Linked DNA regions of Hordeum vulgare: regions 2 and 3 are each linked to region 1. The links are chromatin contacts, called in public Hi-C maps. All regions are on one chromosome and are shown on one strand. Each heading gives the region's core, a stretch centred on a gene start, on an enhancer-like site or on the middle of the called end of the contact. The rest is flanking DNA. Distances are from core to core; before and after follow the strand shown.

The links. Hi-C and Micro-C count contacts between places; a contact is called where the count stands out from the background.
Region 2: a Hi-C map of seedling shows a contact between it and region 1, with 3 times the contacts expected there. The contact joins the enhancer-like site here to the promoter of LOC123443119 in region 1. A contact is called at or near these places in 2 of 6 Hi-C or Micro-C datasets (leaf and seedling).
Region 3: a contact with region 1 is called in a Hi-C map of leaf, with 3 times the contacts expected there. The contact joins the enhancer-like site here to the promoter of LOC123443119 in region 1. A contact is called at or near these places in 3 of 6 Hi-C or Micro-C datasets (leaf and seedling).

The regions. Positions count from the first base shown.
Region 1 is chr3H:98,382,757-98,386,229 of MorexV3_pseudomolecules_assembly, forward strand. LOC123443119 (casein kinase 1-like protein HD16) reads left to right here and starts at 1,808. Exons shown (of 16, transcript XM_045119385.1): 1 at 1,808-2,265. The coding sequence starts at 2,170. It also overlaps the pseudogene LOC123441541.
Region 2 is chr3H:97,809,005-97,813,000 of MorexV3_pseudomolecules_assembly, forward strand. No RefSeq gene overlaps it. Among protein-coding and RNA genes, the nearest start is that of LOC123439610, 8.6 kb to the left of the region's middle. Within about 2 kb of position 1,962, at least 3 of the 3 cell types and tissues checked have open chromatin away from gene starts, as enhancers often do. A contact at or near this core is called in leaf and seedling, where this site is marked.
Region 3 is chr3H:97,591,010-97,594,521 of MorexV3_pseudomolecules_assembly, forward strand. No RefSeq gene overlaps it. Among protein-coding and RNA genes, the nearest start is that of LOC123439609, 120 kb to the left of the region's middle. Within about 2 kb of position 1,897, at least 3 of the 3 cell types and tissues checked have open chromatin away from gene starts, as enhancers often do. A contact at or near this core is called in leaf and seedling, where this site is marked.

The sequences.
Region 1 (3,473 bases), core at 558-3,057:
TCTTCCCTCCTGGCAGCGCTGCTCTTTGGTGTCGGCGATGCATTGCTCGATCGAAGATTGCAGCTGTTTGGCAGCGGGCATCGCGTCCCTCACCGCCCTGGCTTTTTTGGTGCCATCTGGGCGCCCTTCTGCCGCAGCCGGGGCAGGCGCGTCTGGATTGTAGGTCTCCTTGGCCTTGTCGAGAGCGAGGCAAACTTCCCTCCACTTCTAGCACGACTCGATCCCGGAGAACACGTGAAGGAACTTGAACTCTTGGTCCTCGTTGTTGGTGTGATACATGGTGAACATCCAAACCATCTGCACAACCGCGGACAAAACATGTCAGCAAAGTAAACGGTGACGCGATGAACTGGGGCCGACGAACTATGTCCATACCCGACCCTCGATGTTGGCGCCGCTTTTCGGGTGAGCAATGACCTCCTCAACGATACCATGCCACTTGTTGCAGTCCATCTGGACCGTCGACCAGTGGTTTGACATGGCCTTCTCGCCGTGGTCCATGTGGATGTTGACGACGTTGGGGTCGACCAGCTTGCGTTCGTCGAACACCGTCTTGATTCTCCCCCAGTACATGTCGATGTTCTCATTCGCGCCGGTGATCGGGTCGATGTCGACGGTCTTCCATGCTTCAGCAAGGCACTCGTCTTCCTTTGACGTCCACTTGACGCGGGGTTCGGCTGGCTTGGCGTTCGACGCCTACTTCCCCCCTTATTTTTTGGCACTGGTTCCGGTTCCACCTCCACCTGCTCTTCCCCCTCCTCCACGGCGTCGTTGAGCTCGTCGTCAATGTCGCCAGCAGTGTCCATTGTTTCATCCTGCACGCCGAACCACGGGTAGGACACGACGACGACAGAGCTGCTCGTGATTATCTCGTCCATGTCGGCGTCGGTGTGGTTAAACTGTAGCGCCGAAGCGGGCGCGATGGAAGGGCACCACAACGCAGAGGCGACACAAGCGAGGTTGTTGACGAGTACACCGACGGCAAGTAGTTGTACTGGGTGTTGAGGCCGACGCTGAACGCGGGGGAGGGAGTACGCGGGTCGTGGCTAAAGCCGATGGGGGGAGGAACATTACGATGCGTCATGCGAGAAGGTGGTGTTGGGGTTGAAACTGCCATGCGCGTCGCCGTCGGAGTAGCCAGGCGAGGTTGCGTACCCCGAGGACGGCATCGACGGCGAGAGGTTGGCCGGCGACGCGACGCTCTGCCAGGCGGATTCATCATCCCCGCGCGGGGGGCCACTTCCTGATCGACCGCCGCCGCCGCCGCGTCCCTGACCCTCTTGGCGTCGAGCCTTCTTCGTCGGTCGGTTGTGACCGCCTACCGGTGCTATACATCCGCCCTCCACTCGACGTCCGAAACGCCTGCCAACCTAGCCATCGGCTTCCTCGACTTCCTCTGCTTCGGCTGGATGTAATCGGCAGCGGTGGCGGGGCGAGGGACGGTGTACTTCTTCGATGTCATGGCGGCCAGATGAAGGGGAGAAGGGGAAAATGGAGGGAAAGGGAGGAGAAAACAACGGGAATAGGCCGATCCGTCGCTGACAACGCGGATCCACTCGACTTTTCGCTTCGGCCGGCTCTCCGAGGCATCCCCAGGTTCGAGGGATATTATTTTAACCCAAACCGGCACTAAACGAGAAGTTTGGAGACACGAAAAAGGCGAAGGAGGGGGGGGGAGCGAGTGGAGATGCATCGGGCGTCGGTAGGAGTCTATACCACTATCCAAATCCAAATCCTACACACAGGCTGTATGTTCAATCGAAGACGTAAATGCGAGCTACGTGATCTCTCTCGGAAGACGTATATCATATGGTAGCACCACGAGGAGTTTGCTCTAGTAGGATTTTTTCGGTGCCCTCCTTCCCCTTGCTCTCGACCTCGACCTCCCCGTGTCTTCCCCTCCCGTCGTCACCGACCACCTCATCCACCGCCGCAGGCCAAGCTCCGACTCAGTACAACTGAGCCGCAGCCGATACTCGACTAGCGCCGGTCCGATCTCGGTGCCTCCAGGGAGCGCATGGGGCTACGCCGTTGAGGCTTGCCAGTGCCCCACGGTGGCGCGCGCCGAGGCCGTGGAAAGCAGCCGTAGCCGCAGAATCCGGAAGCCGATCCACGAGCCGCGAGGTATCCACACTTCCTGAGTCGCAGAAGCGCGAGCAGGGGTGACAAATGGACGAGTTCGAGAGCGGCGATAAGGGAATCGCCGGCCCCGCCCCGGGCCCCGGCGCTGGGGACGACGGCAACTCCGCGCCGCTTCCTGAGACGGTATGATATCTCCTTGGCTGCCGCTACTTTAGATGTTCGTGGAAAATTGGTAGCGCCTTGGGTTCTACTTGCCTTGATTAGACGCTGGAATTTGTGGATCGTGGATCGAATTTGGTAACCTCACTCGGAGGACGGTGAGATAGTATGCTTGTGTAGTTATAAGTTGCTCTAGTGGCCGTGTGTCTACAATAAATTTGCGTGGATGCCTCCTGCGCCGCTCCCTTAGACAATGACGCTGAAAATCTCTTAGGTTGCCATGACCAAAAATGGAGTGATGGGCGTGGTATTACAAAGAGTATATCTCTTTATGTGGAGAATATACCCCCCTAAGGTGTGGACGATTAATCCTAAATATAAACGATTAGAGTAGGATTCCTCTGTTTCTAAGTAAAATGTTATAGTAGGATTGAAATATCTGAACTAGGTTAGAGCTATGAGCGGTGAGCGGCATCAAAAGAGCTGAAATTGTAACTACTGGGCCTACTTCATCAAGCAGTTGCTAAGATCTTAGCTGAAACAAGTGGATACATTTGTTTATTTTTTGGTGAACTGTTGGTTTCTCTTCTCGAAGTTTGAATATATACAAAAAAGTACCCCCTCCGTTCCAAAATACTTGTTGTAGTTTTAGTTAAAATTTGAACTAAAACCACGACAAGTATTTTGGTTGGAGGGAGTACTTGTTATGTAAATGTGGGACATCAGTATGAGTTAACGTGGAGCTTTCATAGCTGCTGCCTGTTTTGCCAGTTCTTTGTATTTGTTTTGTCGCCTAGTGTGTCTAGTGTGCTGTGACTTTCTGCTTCATTGTTGTCAGAATTTTTTACCTAAATACTGGCCATATATAATTATTATTTTTTCTTTGTACATTGTGTTGTGCATGCAGTAGGCAACATGTTGGCCGGACATGCTACCGAATGTACCATTTCTGGTGTGCACAGCCTGCATTCAGTGAATACTGCTTATGTTGATTATCACATATGACCCCCCTGTTCCATTGCTGTTTGCTTTATAGCGCTCCACTGCTGAGATGAGTTCCCTAGGCTTAAATTGCTGTTTTTTGCCGTGTCCAGGAATGGGCATTTGTAAATCTAACCTACTGGGTCTGTGTCTTTGTCCATCTAACCTACTGGTTTTGTGCATTACCTTGTACGTTAGTTCTATAGTTTTGTGGCTGGTTTCTTGGACTTTGTTTCCTGTTTTTGTTAAAT
Region 2 (3,996 bases), core at 712-3,211, 570 kb before region 1:
TCGGCAATGTTGGATGCTCCATTTTTGTTGTAGGTCTTGGTCTATGTCTACCACACACACATATCCTTCCTTTACAGCATGATCACCCCACATCGTGTGTACGTGCTACTTTTTCCTTTTTTTTCCTTGTTGCAAAGCCTTAAATGAAGGGGTTGCTCAACACTATCTTGGTCTATGTCTACCACAGTACCATGAGTGCTACTTCTGAAGCCAAACTGCTGATTGCCCGACGAACGGCTTTCTGAATTCTGAACCCCATGCTGGCCTAATTTTGTAGCTGCATTGTACCACTGCTCCACAGTGGATATTCAAGGCGTTGCTTTGCTCAGATTGGAGATGGAGTGCACAGAATAGATCAGACGATGTTTCCCTCAAAAAAGAAAAAGAAAAATCCAGACGATGGGTGTGAACCGTACGCGCTCGACTGGTAGCTAGCGGGGGCGGTGTCGCCAGATCCGCAGATTGGTCCATCCAACCAGCTCGGCAGATGCGCGAATTGATGTCGCCGGCAGCGATCTCTGCTTATTAATTGCGGTGTTGAGATGGACCTTGCGCATTCACTCGTTCCCGTTTTTGCTTAAATCTGCAAGCCTGTTCAGAGTTCAAAACTTCGCGGTATCGTTGCAACGCTAAACGAACGGCGACAAAAACAAACCGGCGGCTTGCAGTCGAAGAAAACGCACCAACAGAACCAGGATAACCAGCAATCTTATTACGACCGGCAACAATGCCTTCGACATCATGTACTCCATAGACCTTTGAAAAAAAGCCACATCTCCTTGGACATGTACTCCACGAATGGAGCATATGGAGGTCGACTCACCGGTGACCTCGTATGAGGTACAAGATTCGCTTCTCTCATGTGAGCAACTGGAGGCGTCTATGTCCATCGTATCGGTGATACATGTGGCTAAGGATGTTGAGGTGGTCGGTATGTTGGCGTGTGAATCTTTGAAGCCCAGTCAGCCACTCGCCTCTGTGAACCATGGATGTTTAGACATTGCGATCATCCACTCACGGGTGATTGTGGGGTAGGTTTCTGTGTGTGACAAGGTCGATAAGATTTTCTTTGAGATAGAGTTTCATAGACTGCTCAAACGTGTGAAGACGGCTAGTCATGGATCTGACAAGGTGATTGTGAAGAAGGCTCTCAGAAACAAAAGAAAGAAGGCGTTTACAGCTGCTTGATGTATGATCTTCAGTCTCTTTGATTGTCCTTGACCGACTTGTCTTCATGAATTTGATGGTGCATGTGGTCTTCGCTTGAGTTACTCTTATTGGGAGTGTCTTTGTAATGTAGCGGTGTAGGGTTGGTGATCGTTATGCTTTGAGTATAATTGTTGGACTAATCATGTGTTTATAGGGTTTCATGCTCTATGAGTAATTTGCATGTGGATGGCTTGCGTCAGTTTTCATTTGTTTAATTTTGTACTTAATTAATCTTTGTTCCGTTTCCGAAGAAGAAAAACCTAGGGCTGAAATTAGCAAGCTGTGCCTGCACCGTCTGCACCCTGCGTGCCATGTCCTGTTCCCGTATAGTGGCCCAGGACCCAGGCCAGGAGGATCTGAAACGACTAAGGATGAGCTGCCACTGCTCATGAAAGGTTCGGCTAAGCTATACGAACATGTAGTTTTTATAGTTTATCGTTTGGTCGGACCAAGTGCCAGGTTCATATCATCTGTACGTGGTTCTGTTTCTGTGCCGACCGACCCACCCGGCGGCCAGGCCAGTATTTCTCGTGTTGCTTCACGCACAGTACATGCATGTACCCGCGACCGTTGAGCTTGTAATAATATAATCAGGGGTGCAGTGTGATCTGCAGTTTCCGAGCTACACACCGGCGTCACACTCCACACAGCACAGTGACTACGGGGAAACAAAGAGACAAGAGGAGGTGCTGGCCTGCACCGCGCGCGGCTGCGCTGTCTCTCTTGGATTGAATGAACACCACCACTGATCGAGCTCGTGATTGCCGAGGCCACGCTCCCGTAGGCCCCCATGTCGTCGTCGTCCCCCGCTGTGGTCACGGCTCATCTTCGGCCGCGCCGCGGCGCCGGAGATAGATACTGCTGCCTCCGCGCCACCGCTAGACGGTACTAGTGTACATATTTGCGACTCGTATATCGTTCTTGGGCTTGTGTCTTTTGGATGCTGGACCCCGGACGTGCATACGGTGTGGATTTGGTGGAGGCTGGAGACGGCACTGCACCCGCACTGGCGCAACATTTTACATCTGTAGTATGCAGGATGCAGCGGCGGGAGAGGCGAAAGCGACGGCGAGGGTTTGGGGACCGGGGAGGATGAGGTCCGTGTTGGGTGGCGACGCGGCATCGTCGCGTGCCAGTGCCAGTGCCATGGCCATGGACGTCGCGTCGCGTCGCTCGCGTGGTTGTGTACGTACGTAGGTGCTCATATCATAATGTTAATGCGTGGGCGACGCGACGCTCGCACTGCTTCCTACAGTCCTGCTTCTGCTTGTACTACCGCCACTGCTATGCCCCTATGATCTGATTGCATTTTGATTTGATTTGTCATTAACCGCCGGCTGGTGACACTATACCTGTCTGTCTGTTTTGATGCATCACTAACTTTGTCGTCGGTCCGGTACGGGCAGTACCTCGTGCCCAAACAGATCGAGCTAAAAAATATACTACTGGATAATTAAGCTTCCGTTTGACTATTCGATTGGAAGCTGATCGACCAACGCAAGAACTGATCATCCGTCGTCCTATCGCACGGTGAGACACGGAACCGATCCTCCTCCCGTTTTCAGTCACTCAAGTAGTAAGAGCACACCCGCTATGCTACGCTACGGTGTCGTGAATTCAGTACGTCGTGCTTCCCTTTCAGCACAGGCGAGGCGAGCACGCGCACCGGCCAGTGGCGCCGCGCGCCCATACCGACAATGATGGAGCCCTTAAGTGTGTGCTCGGCTTCATCACAACATAAGGACTGGACGCATTACTCCATAACGACAGGAGGGGCGGCAGCAGCAGCAGCAGCAGCAGCAGTAAAAGTCGATCGATCGTCTCGTTGCGACGCCCCTTTCTAGCGTATATGAAAACGAAGAGCAGGAGAGCGACGGGCTTGGAGACGAGAGGCCACGACGAAAATGTTTTGTTGGACCATGCATGGTTCAGCTCAACCTACGTCCGACACCATTGATTTCTAGACATTGTTTATAAAGACCAGCAAAAGGGTCCATGCGTTGCAACGGAAAAAGAAAACATAATATTCAATGATCATGATCACATTTTGCTACATCACCGAGTTACACTATCATTCTTAAATCAAGAATATTTTTCAAATTCATGAACAATTTTTCAATCTTTTGATATTTTTGAAAATCAAGAACATTTTTGTTATTTGCAAACAACATTTTAATTGTGAATATTTTTTTAACAATTTTCCTCCATACCACCTCTAGCGTTTTCACCTTTGAAAACATCTGCCTATATTGATATCAAGTGATAAAGGTATATAAGTTGCTGGTATTTTGTGGAAAAATTGTGACAACCAGGGATCGAACCTGGGCCTGTTCTATAAGGGAACAGGCGCCCTAGCCACCACAACTCGTGTGTGCTCTTGAGACTTCACGTTCTCGTAGTTTAATAAGCGCATGGTAAAAATAATAATTTTAAACAGAAAACGAAAAAAGGTGAAAGGTGGGGCTCAAACTCAGGTCTTCGGGCTAGCTTAGAAAGAGAGAAACCACCCTGCCGCTTGCTTGTCCATCATAGAAAAGGCTCGCACGGTATAACATAAATCAGACGGTGAATTGCAAAAACGACGGACGACAGAACCACTTCATGCATTATTATTATTAGGGAAAGATTAGTGCATTATTGATTAAAATATACATGACACGAAATATTTGATGGATTTGACATGCATGACGCGAATTCACATGTAAAAGATGTTTAATCGTATGATGTAAAATATAGGTTCAGCTGAATCATTGTGCTGAATCACGCCTCTCGAAGCCACGATGCCCT
Region 3 (3,512 bases), core at 647-3,146, 790 kb before region 1:
CCAAACTACCCGTTCTTAGTTATCTTACTAAAAAAAATGCTTAGAAGTACTTAGTTGCCATGCTAGAAGAACGCTTAATTTCCAGCTTAAAAGGTTTGTAGTCGCCAAGCTAGAAAAAACACGTAGTTTCCAGATAAAAAGGTTCTTAGTTGTCATGCTAGAAAAAATACGTAGTTTCCAGCTTAAAAAGGTTCGTAGTTTCCATGGTAGAAAAGAAACCTAAGTTTCAGATTAAAAAGTTCTCAGTTGCCATGATAGAAAGAAACCTACTTTCCAGATTAAAAAGTTCTTAATTGCCATGTAGAAAGTAGCTTGTTTCCAGATTAAAGAGTTCTTAGTTGCCAAAAATACCTAGTTTTCAGATTAAAAAGTTTTTAGTTGCCATGCTAGAAAAATACTTAGTTTCCAGATTAAAGAGTTCTTAGTTGCCATGCTGAAAAAATACCTAGTATTCAGATTAAAAAGTTCTCAGTTTTCATTCGTACGTAAAAATTTGCTTACTTGCTGGGTTAATTGATATGCTGAGTATGCTTAGTTTAGAGACTAAAAACGCTTAGTGTCATGACTACAAGTACGTACTTGCAAAGAAATATGAAAAATCTAGGTATATGCATAAGAAACGCAAATGAAGGGATGAGAAAAAAGTTAGCATGAATAAGAGGCCGTAAGCTGAATCCATGAATTAGACACGCATGACACAACACTAAGACGGTGAGATGCAAAAATAGTCATCAGAGCCACTGGATGCTGCATGCTGTCCGACACATGCCCTTCCCCATTCTTCCAATCCTACCCGACCACCTCTTCCTTATTTCTTCGCTAGCGTGGTTCTTGCCCTTCATGCCCAGGATCAGATCCCATACCCTCTCGGCCCCTAATGGATGGGGGATTTGACTGAGAGAAGCAAGCATGGGAGGAAGAAGAGAGACGAGAGGTAGGGGAGGAAGTGTGGTGAACAACGACTCAGTGCGGATGGGGTGGGACCTGGGAGTGGGACTAGCGGGATCTGCGGTGGAAGAAATAAAGAAAATGTGCAGATGACTAATCATTCCCTAGCGATTGTACGGACGCGATGCGGCCGCACCGTGCGCACGCTCCTACTTAGATTTTCCCTTTATTTAAAGCTAGAACAGATGTCAAAAAATAGAAAAGAAAAGAAAATAGAAAAAGAACCCTGACTTACCTGGGCCTCCCTGAAGCAGAAGCCGGCCCAGCCCAGCTGAACTTCCCATGTCGTCTTCCTCCCTGCACGAGAAGGACGAGCGCATGGTCACGGCGCACCAGCACGCGCCTCGCCACCTCCTGCTTCCGCCGCTTCGCGGCGAGTGCGCTAAGGACGCCAAGTTCCTCCCGTGCACGCGTCTTCCCCTCCCTGTGCTCATCCCCTTCTCTGTCTCTCCCTCTCGTCCATTCCCACGCACAGACCCAAGCACACTGTTGCCTCGTTCGCCACCACCGCGGCCACCAGCCACTTCTCACCTCCCCGTGCTTTCCAGAAGAACCGCCGCATCGCAATGCCACCCTCCACCGAAATAATCAAGCCCCGAGTCCCTCCATCGCCGTCATCATCGTTATCTTCTCCACCTCCGACAGTCGGCCGTCGCCGTCGATTCGCCATGTGCAGAGCCTCCACGCCCATGTTGTTGTCGCAAATGGAATCGCGGTGAGCCACTGCCCCTTTTGCCTATCTCTCCCGCCCTCCTGAGAAGCTCCAGTCAGGGACGAATGACGGCTGCCGCGCGAGGTCATCGTCGGCCTTGTTACCGGCCACCCCTAGCCCGTGGCTGCGTCAGGTGGATGCGCGCGACTGCGGGCTACCTCCTGGTGCCCTCGGATTGCCCATCCACCGGTCGTATGGTCGCCGGTGCCGCCGCCCCGTGTGGTGCCGTCAAACCGTGGTCGTCGATGATTAGCCGCTGGCTAATCGCGCCATTAGCCGTTAACCCCACCTCTAGGTCCATGACAAGTGGGCCCAGAGCCCTTAATAACCTCGGTTTATTTTATTTAAATTTTGTTAAGCTTTGTGTCTATGACATAGGGGTCCCACGATCACATTTGACATGGACCGGGTCCTTTGACCTGCTCACGCGAGCATGACGTTAGCGTGACACAATTAATGATTTTCTGGAATAAAAAATTCAGAAAAATTCCATAAATTGGTATAAACTTTAAAAAATAATATAAAATAATCTATAGCTCCAAATCAAATAATTTATATATGAAAAATTAACAGAAAAATCCAAAGAATCTGATGGTACTATTTTCATGCATGTTTGAACAACCCGAAGTTGCTGGTTAGTACAATTCAATTAAAGGCATTTAAATGCTTTACATGTGAAGTTTGAATTTGATTTATATTGATCAAATGAACTTCATTTAATCGTGGTTAGTGGTTTCATCTCAAAGCAGCAAAATGTTAACATGTCGTTACCATGCGTCATTGTGAAGCATTTGTCGTGCTTAACTTGTTCCTTGTTTGTCCTTGTTGTTAGACTTGTGAGACGTAGTTATCGACGACATCGAAGAACAGCTGAGTTCTTCTGATCAACAGGCAAGCAACCCCTTGAACATTCCAATACAATCCCACTCTCTCGCTCCTACTCTTATTTCAATGCATTAGAACCACACGATTCAACTGTTACTTGTGTTATGGTAGATGAACCCATTCCTTTGCACGACCTATCATTGTCACAATAAATAGATAAATTAAGCAACCTAGCATACGTGGTAGATATTTGAGCCATGTTGTGCCATTACCCTGTTATGCTTGCTATGCTTAGAGTTGAGTTGGTATCACCATGTGGGTGATGATTGGAATGATCATGTCCTACTGATGAGAGTTAAGCGTGTGAACATGTTTTGGTAAAGGTAGCGATGAGAGGTCATGTAGGAGTACATGGTGGGTTGTCTCATTGACGCCGCACTTCGGACCTGAGATCTTATGTTGGTGTTCCAAGAGTAGCTACTACTGCACACTGGGTTCCGGTAACTCGACCCCTCTCGGCCTATTAGCCTACCCTGTTCTCCGCCCAGGAGTCATGGTAGTTTGAAATGTTCATAGGATGTGATCGGGCCTGCGAAGTGGATGAACGGACCAACCAGGACCGGCTTGGGGCCATGTACACAACTTCTAAGTTCGAATCATGAAACACTGCCGGATTCTCGATTCTGGTAGGCAACTCAGATAGGCGTTTGCCTAGGGCTAGAGTCGTTGTAGGTTAACGTCTGTGGCCAACTCCCTCGCTGGGTTTCCACTTGAAGGTTGCCGAGGTGCATGATGTGCACATGGCGATAAGTGGAGAAAGTGTGTGTGAAGAAGTACACCCCTCAAGGGTAACTATCTATTCGACTAGTTGCGTCCTCGGATATGGACTACTTGAATACTTACATGGTTCATAGATAACTTTAATGGATACTCTAAAATGTACAAGATAAGTGTGAGTGCTATGGATGACCTTCTCGTAGGAAGACGGGAGAGGATCCATGGTGATTTATTGATGTCGTGGATACGT